2 separate regions of the Drosophila melanogaster genome follow, and region 1 is linked to region 2. The links are chromatin contacts, called in public Hi-C maps. All regions are on one chromosome and are shown on one strand. Each heading gives the region's core, a stretch centred on a gene start, on an enhancer-like site or on the middle of the called end of the contact. The rest is flanking DNA. Distances are from core to core; before and after follow the strand shown. Region 1 overlaps baz (bazooka). Region 2 overlaps CG13003.

The links. Hi-C and Micro-C count contacts between places; a contact is called where the count stands out from the background.
Region 1: a contact with region 2 is called in a Hi-C map of the OSC cell line, with 2.8 times the contacts expected there. The contact joins two enhancer-like sites.

What each region holds. Positions count from the first base shown.
Region 1 is chrX:17,176,910-17,180,604 of dm6, forward strand. All of the region lies in intron 1 of baz (bazooka), which reads left to right. Among named protein-coding and RNA genes, the nearest start is that of lncRNA:CR44026, 4.5 kb to the right of the region's middle. Within about 2 kb of position 1,937, at least 34 of the 39 cell types and tissues checked have an H3K27ac peak or open chromatin away from gene starts, as enhancers often do. A contact at or near this core is called in the OSC cell line, where this site is marked.
Region 2 is chrX:16,847,511-16,851,375 of dm6, forward strand. It overlaps CG13003, which reads right to left. Exons shown (of 6, transcript NM_001169308.3): 4 at 1,786-2,431; 5 at 1-1,448. The coding sequence starts at 2,429. Among named protein-coding and RNA genes, the nearest start is that of RSG7, 5.0 kb to the left of the region's middle. Within about 2 kb of position 2,186, at least 11 of the 39 cell types and tissues checked have an H3K27ac peak or open chromatin away from gene starts, as enhancers often do. A contact at or near this core is called in the OSC cell line, where this site is marked.

The DNA.
Region 1 (3,695 bases), core at 687-3,186, 330 kb after region 2:
TGGCTGATGACAACGTTTTTTTTTGTTTGTTTTGTTTAAAGCCAAACGGAAGTTTTGGTTGCCTAAAGTTTTACAGTCACTGGCCGAACAATGGGAATTTGTAAATGAATGAATGATGGAGCCAAAGAAAGGCAAAGATCTAATTGCTCAAGAACGGAAACTTACGACTTGATTGATGACTCACCTGATTGAGTGGTGAGCGGACTAAGATAAACTTGTGCGAAATGAATTAATTAAGTGCAGCCAGAGCCTGATGAGCTTCAAATCACACAAAACTGACAACTCACTCTTTCTCTTCATTTGGTCAGATGCATAATTATGTCGCTAATGGTGCCAACAAATCGGGTACAGTGAACACTAGACAGCGAGTACAAGATCTAGTACCTAGAGAAATCGAATAGAAAATAAGACATTATCTATCACATTGAAATTGAAATGCCAAACCAATGCATTACAAAATTTAAACATACATATAAGTATGTACCTACCATATAACTTAAAATACTGTACTATAATAAGTCCAGCAACAAATTGAATTTATGTATTTATTTTTTCCGCTCTTTCGTTTCTCTCATTAATTATGCGAATGTTGTCCAGTTTTTCCTTCTCATTTGCAGTTGTTGTTTTGCTTGTGGAAAAGGAAGCTTTCCAGTTCGTTTGGTTTCATAGCGCGAGAATTTCAGCTGAAAAGCGGAATAAATGCCTAGCTAACTAACAATTGCAAATGCACTTGAAGGCCAGGCCATTGTGGTAGTTGTTGTTGTTGCTGATGGTGATGTGGTGATGTTTTGGTCCCAGAATAAGTGGAAAAAGGAAACAGCTAATGATGATGATTACCATCCGACCATCGTCATTATCAGGCGTCGCCGACATCGTCGTCAATCGTTGGCATGGCATTCTGTGTCTAGTTCGCCTTGCCTCACCTTCCTGCCACCAACAACAACAGCAAGTACACCGCTTAACAATGCCAACGACGTCCTGGCGTCAACTCTGCGTTTCCCTGCCTTTTGTTTGAAGTCAACCCCTCCTCACACTCCTCCCGCCCATTCCACTTAAATTTGCATTCAGCGCCGCCCAGGAAGGGCGGGTATATGGACTATGGCATCGCACAGGTTACTTCGCTGGATATAACTGAAATATCTGTAATTTCGGGGTTTTAGCTTGAAGATCCGTTTTTGCAACACACTGAACGTCCTATACGTAAATTTGCTATTTTTCCAAGAAATATGGTATCGTCCCATAATGTATTAGGGCCTAGCATGAAAACGTAAATAATATTGGAATTTATGTATTTAATCCAGCAGTTCTTGGGAAAAATTAGTGAGAGAGTTTGATGTTAATCTGATTTTTAATTTAACAATTTGTATTTGTATTATTGATTAATTTTTTTGATTTTTCTGCGCATAGGCCGTTTTTATAATACGATATATCCATCCGCATTCTGGGCACTTGTTGCTTCTAATTTCGTTGTTGTTGATGGTTGTTGCATCCCCTTTTCCTGCTGCTTTTTTTTGTTCTGCGCATTTGAGTTTGCGTTCCGCTTGACAAAGTTCTTTGTGTTTGTTGTTGTTCTCCTTGCCCGGTGGTCAGTCGCAAGCAGTTTGAGAGCCACTGCAACCGCCTGCACTTGCCAAAGCCAAACGCAGGTGAAAAGGGAGAGAGAGAGATAGCGAGAGAGAATGGTTATGCTCTCTCAACACACTGAAAAAATGAATTTGAAATGCTTATATTTTTATTTCAAAATAATGCTAGTTTTAATTGTATTCTGCTACATTGTTAATTTAGTTATGTTTTTGTATATACATTTTATTGGCTTGTATTCTTAGAGATCTTTTATTAATATATGCAACTTACTTACGCGTTATTCTTCCGAGTGCACGCGATCTTGCGCTCTCTCTCTCGCTCTTTCTCTTCAGCGGCTGCGATTGGTGTGTGAGTGCCGTGAGTGTTTTGTTTTTGCGGCCGCACTTCACTTCGCTTTAGAAATGCGTCGTCGTCGGACGTCGCCGTCGCTGGCCGCCGCCGTCGGTACCGCAATTGTTTAACACAATTATTTTAACGGTTCGCATAAAAGTGCAAAAAGTATAATGGAAACATAAAAAACAACTAAAAAATTCGTTTTTTTTTGTGTTTTGTTCAAGTGCCAAAAAAAAAAATAGTGAAAATACAGAGTTTGCAGACCATTGTGCTTTAGTTGAAACTGCAAGAATTTGAGGTTTATCTAAAGTTGGCTGGTAGCCGATAAAGAAATAGATATATATCTACCACGACAAAGAACATTCGAGATTAAATTCCAGATAATGCAAAAGTGTCTTATTTAAAAATGCGCAAACACTTGTTGTTAGGGGTGATTCTTCTTAAAAAGGTTTTCTTGTGCTTAGATTCCCATGACGAGCGAGGAAATGCAGGAAATGTCTTGACATGCACACACATACACTCGAAAAAACCTATGCTCAAAAGATTTAGTAGTTACATAAATTATGACCTGAACAAAATGAAAGTTTGATAGTTCAAAAGGTTCTCTATTAAGAAAAAATATTTAAATATATCTTATATATTATAAAATGGAATTAATTTCATATTGTATAGCCTCCCCCAATGCCATTTCGTTAATGGCACCTGTATTTGGAAACGATCATGAGTAGGGAATCTTCCCACCATATGGCTAATGTTCCCTTCCTTGGCATTTTTATTTTTGTAACTTTTAGGTGGCTTCTTTTGAAGTATCGGATCGGATCGGATCCTTTGACCTTTCACATTTTTCTTTCTTTCTACCTTCGCATTTCCACATCCACATCCACATCCTTGTTACGACGGCTAATAAATCCATTTTGGTCTCCAATTTCAGTTGGTTTTACGGCAGGTAATTAGAAGCAGGAATTCCCACATTTGTACTGGTGTGATGATGATGCCAATGGAATTAACTTTACGATAGGGTTTCACGAAAATATTACGTACCGGATTAGGTTGCTAAGGGATTATTGTATGACTTTACTTTGCTTATGGGGAAGGTTCCATTCTTCTACCAATCTTATCTAAAGGTAAATTAGAAAATTGAAATACCTGGGATACCACAACACCTACCACTAATTGATATTCTTTTGGTTGTGCCCCAAAAGGGTTTGTAGTTTTATCTTTGATTGAATACCTGACTTTAGTTTATATCACATCTTAAGGGATACAATCACTTCAATGCCCTGAAAATGTTTTGTCCTTTCATTTAAATAGATTTGTTATTAGTTTTGGAAGTTGTCATTTGTTTCATATTGGCAATATTCTATAATCCTAACTTTGCTAGTTGCGATGATCATAAAATATGGAACTCGAAGATATAGAACGTGAATCTTTAAGTTTAACAACTAGTTAATAGGCTTTTATGGGTTGCAGGAAGTTCTGTGGCATGTGGTTAAGTATCTGAATATATAGCCTTGATTCCAGCGACTTTCACTTGGCAGGAATGCCGCAAAGAACAAGAATCCGCATCCGAATGGGAACGAGAACTGAAACTGCGGCTCCAACTTGGTATACCGGAGCAGGTTGGAAGCCGGGAAAACCGGGGGCGTGGCCGGGGAGGAGGCCAACTGAAGGGGGTGGGTGGTTCCACCAGTTGGAGTTGCCGCTTGAGTTAAGCTTGTGGTTGGCCTTCACTGACTTTGGCATCGATTGGGTGGGTCTGACCCACTATACATATATAG
Region 2 (3,865 bases), core at 936-3,435:
TGGTGGTGGTGGTGGTGGTGGTACTGGTCGTGGTACTGCTGGTCGTACTACTCGTGGTGCTGCTGGTCGTAGTCGGGGGTCTTCTCGTCGAGACACCGCCCTCGAGTCGGCTGAAGTGATCCGGCGGCGGTGGTAGGACTATGCCCGGTACCAGCGGACCTGGTGGCACGGGATTCGAGTAGTTGCTCCTGTACACGAACGTATAGGCTGGCGGATAGTACAACGAGGGATCATCCTCGTCGAAATCGCTGACATTGCCTGGAAGTGGGGAATCCCCTATGAGCGAACCATTGCCATTCAGTCCGTTGATCAGCCAGGGTCCCAGGAGCGGCGGAGTTCTCAGCAGGCCCTTGGACGCCACCGTGTCGTTAGAGGGGTAGAGCAGCCAGGGGGCATAGGGCGCCGGATAGACGTAGGCCGGACCGGTAGCCGGACCGGCGGCATCCGCGGACTTAGCTGCCGGAGATGCTGCAGTCGCTCCCGTCCGGGCAACAGGATGCGATGCGAGATTTTCAGCGGCGGCGCCTTGGTGGCCCTGGTAGTTGGCTCCCTTAGCGGATAGCGTTGCATTGCCAGCCGCCGGACGGAGGATCTCGAGTTGATTATCTCGGATAAGCTGCAGCGGCCCGTTCGGTTCGAGCTGCACGGGAAATGGAGGCGGCACTGCCGGATTTGCTGGCAACTTAATCTGTCTCCCTGGAGCATCATAGTCATCGATGGCCGGCCACGGGCCCTGCTGATTATCATCAGCCTCCTCGTTGAGAGAGCCACCCTTAATCACCAGCAGATGATCCTCGGCCAGCCAGATGTCCTCCTCGTTCAGTCCACCGTAGTTCCGCTCGTTATCCAGCGGCACCTCCGAGTTGCGGGCATAGCTCAGCACCCCTGGTCGCTTGGGAATGCGGCGGAAGAGCTCCTTTTCGATCAGCCCATACTTGCCATCCCTCACCTGATCCGCCAGCGTTTTCTTTTGGTCCTCTTTCGCTGGCTTTTTGGCCGGAGCATCGGCTTCCTTTCCGGATCCTGCGCTCAGCCGCAGGATGCCATTGTCCCAGTTGTCGAAGTCGTCGGGCTCATTGAGCAAAGCCTCATCATCGTCGGATTCCCGTTCCTTGTTGGAACTCGGAGTATTGGATCTGGGTGGAGGCAGCGGAGTTGTGGATCTCGAGATGCTCGGCGGATTACTAAATCTCGTCGTGGCTACCGTGCTGGTTAATCTCGGCCTAATCGATGGCTTGGCCAGTCGGTAGCTGCTGCTCGCTTTGCTACGCAAAGGAGTTTGCTTCGTCGTCGTGGTTGTTGTGGATGTTGAGGTGCTGGTCCTTTCCGTCGTGGAAGGACCGAAACTGGAGAAGGAGCTGTTGGCACTCACCGCCGACACCTCGTAGGTGGAGTGCCCCTGGGCATTGTGGATGTGACCGGCCACCAGGCGCTGAATCATTCGGGGCCTGTCAACGAAATCGGATTGGGAATCGCAGTCAGGGATCGGGAATATCACACATCTGTGCCATGGCACATAAATCAAAAGGCGGCACCCAAAATGGGCAGGCGCCTGGCAAGATCTCAAAAGGCAAAGACCACAATGAAGGTGGCGGACTCAGGTGAACCGAAGGTTTAAATACCGTGCACTTGAAGCTCTCAACTCACATTTAACTATTAATTCGAATATTTTTTTGATTTTATTGTTGAAATTTTCAATATTATCAATATATTTTTTATATCTTTTACACTCATATATAAACTAACTAACCATCCCTAGTCTTCCTATTGTAGGGTATTACTCACGTTTTTAGTGCGCCGCGACTGGAAGTGGTGCTGGAAGTGGTGCCGGCGCTGTCACTGGAACTGGGGCTGGAAGTGGGCGAGTGGGCGTGGTAGGGAATGACGGTGGGTGGCACGGACTGCCAGCTGCGTCGTATACTCGACTCGCCACTTAAATCCGGGGTATCACGCGGTTGTCTGGGGCCACGCACACTGCCCCGATCCCTCGACGATCTTCCAGCTGAAGCAGGAGCTCCCGTTGTTGTTGTTGCTGCTGTTGCTGCTGCTGCTGTGCTGCGTCGCCGCTGCAAGAGCCTACCGCTTGTTGTTGTTGTTGCTGTTGCTGCTGCTGCTGTGAGCGGCGGCAGAGGCGTCGCTGCGCTGCCACTGCGGCCGCGACTGCGAATCGGGGTCACCGTCACCGTTAAATCGATCGACTGCGTCGTGGGCGGACGACGCTGACGTGGCGCCCTCAGCGTTGGCGCCTCTGTGCTGGTTGTGGATACCGGCACGCCCCCCGCCCCCTGGAAAACGACCAAGCCTCGGCCGCGCTGTCGCGTCGCTGCCGGCGTCGCAGTTGATGCTGTTGTTGTTGGTGTCGTCGCCGTTGACAGCGCCGTCGACGCCAGCAGAGCTATCACTATCAAGTGCAAGGTTAACGATGCCATATCTACGGATCAAACGAAAGTCAAATAAGTTTTTTATGTAAAAATGTAACGCATAAAACATAGTCAACCTACGCATTAAAGCTTTACATTCCAAAGTATCTTAAGTTTCTAAAGATTTATATATTGTATTTCGCAGTTTATTTTCTTGCCTTTTTCTTATGTTTAAGCATTTCTTAAGTGTTCTAAGTCATTTATAATTAATTTCTTTTTAAAAGTGCAGTGATCATAATAATTGTATAAATTTAATTAGTACAAAGGATAGTATTGTTGTATTATATTAAGTGAAATATCTTTATCTATAGAAAAAGATAACGCATCTAATAAACCTCATAAGACAGCAATCACTTTGCTGGCCGAAAGAAAAGCAATGTGAATTGATTTGGCACACAAAGTGGATTTAATTATAAATCTCCTAAAAACCATAACCCTTCCGATTCCGAGATTCGATCTCAAATAATCCCTGTAGACAATGGACGTAAAGCAGGCGCATTCGGCCGTAAATCAATTGAAAATAGCAACAAATGTATGGCAAAAAAACCGTTCACTATCGTGTTTGTAGTTGTTGTTGCTGCGAGCGGTTAATTAACATGAATGAGCAGATAACAATAACAAAAATCAGCCGTAAAGTTTGAAGCACGCGTCGCTTGCAAAAAAACCAAAAACCAAAAGCCAAAAAAAAAAAAGGTGAAGACAAGCGAAAAAAAAACCTGAAGTCAAAAACGTTTTTGTTACCAAATGCACTTGAGCGCATCGTTGGAAAAAAAAGAGAGGGGTGCGATTCGTGAATTTTCAGCAATTCGATTGCACAATTAAAAGCAGGAAAAGCTGGGAAATTCATGAACGCAGAGTGGTATAATATAATTACAAATTTAACAAATTTATGAAATATGTAATACGTATTTAGATGGCACAATTGGATATGAGAATTCATACGAATAATTTAAGGAACTTTAAGTGTAACTACACTATGCAATAAAGAAGTTCTAATTCTTCAAGTTATAAAGCAAATCTAAAGGAAGTTTAGAAAAATGCAATCAAAGTGCCTGTCTGTGTTTTCTCACATTCAAATTTGCATTCACTCGATACATTTGTTAACAAAAAGTTCTACGAATTATGGAGCTCCATTTAATTGCACCTCCAATTAGACCTTTAAGACTGAGCTCCAAGTCCGATTTTCTTATGCCACTTGAAGGCGAAAGAACCTAGGCTTGTCCGCCCATCAATTTAATACAATCCAATCCAATCCAAGCCAAACCAATCCAATTCGATGCCAGTCACTTTCGACGCCCCGAAATGCCAAAAGCGAAATCAAGGACAGAGCTTTGAAGAAATCGAATCATAAATAACATTTTACTTTTGGTCTCTGTGTACTCTTGTCTTTTTTTTTTTTGATTTTCTCGAACTTCTTGTCGCTGGGCATTACTCATACGCGCCGT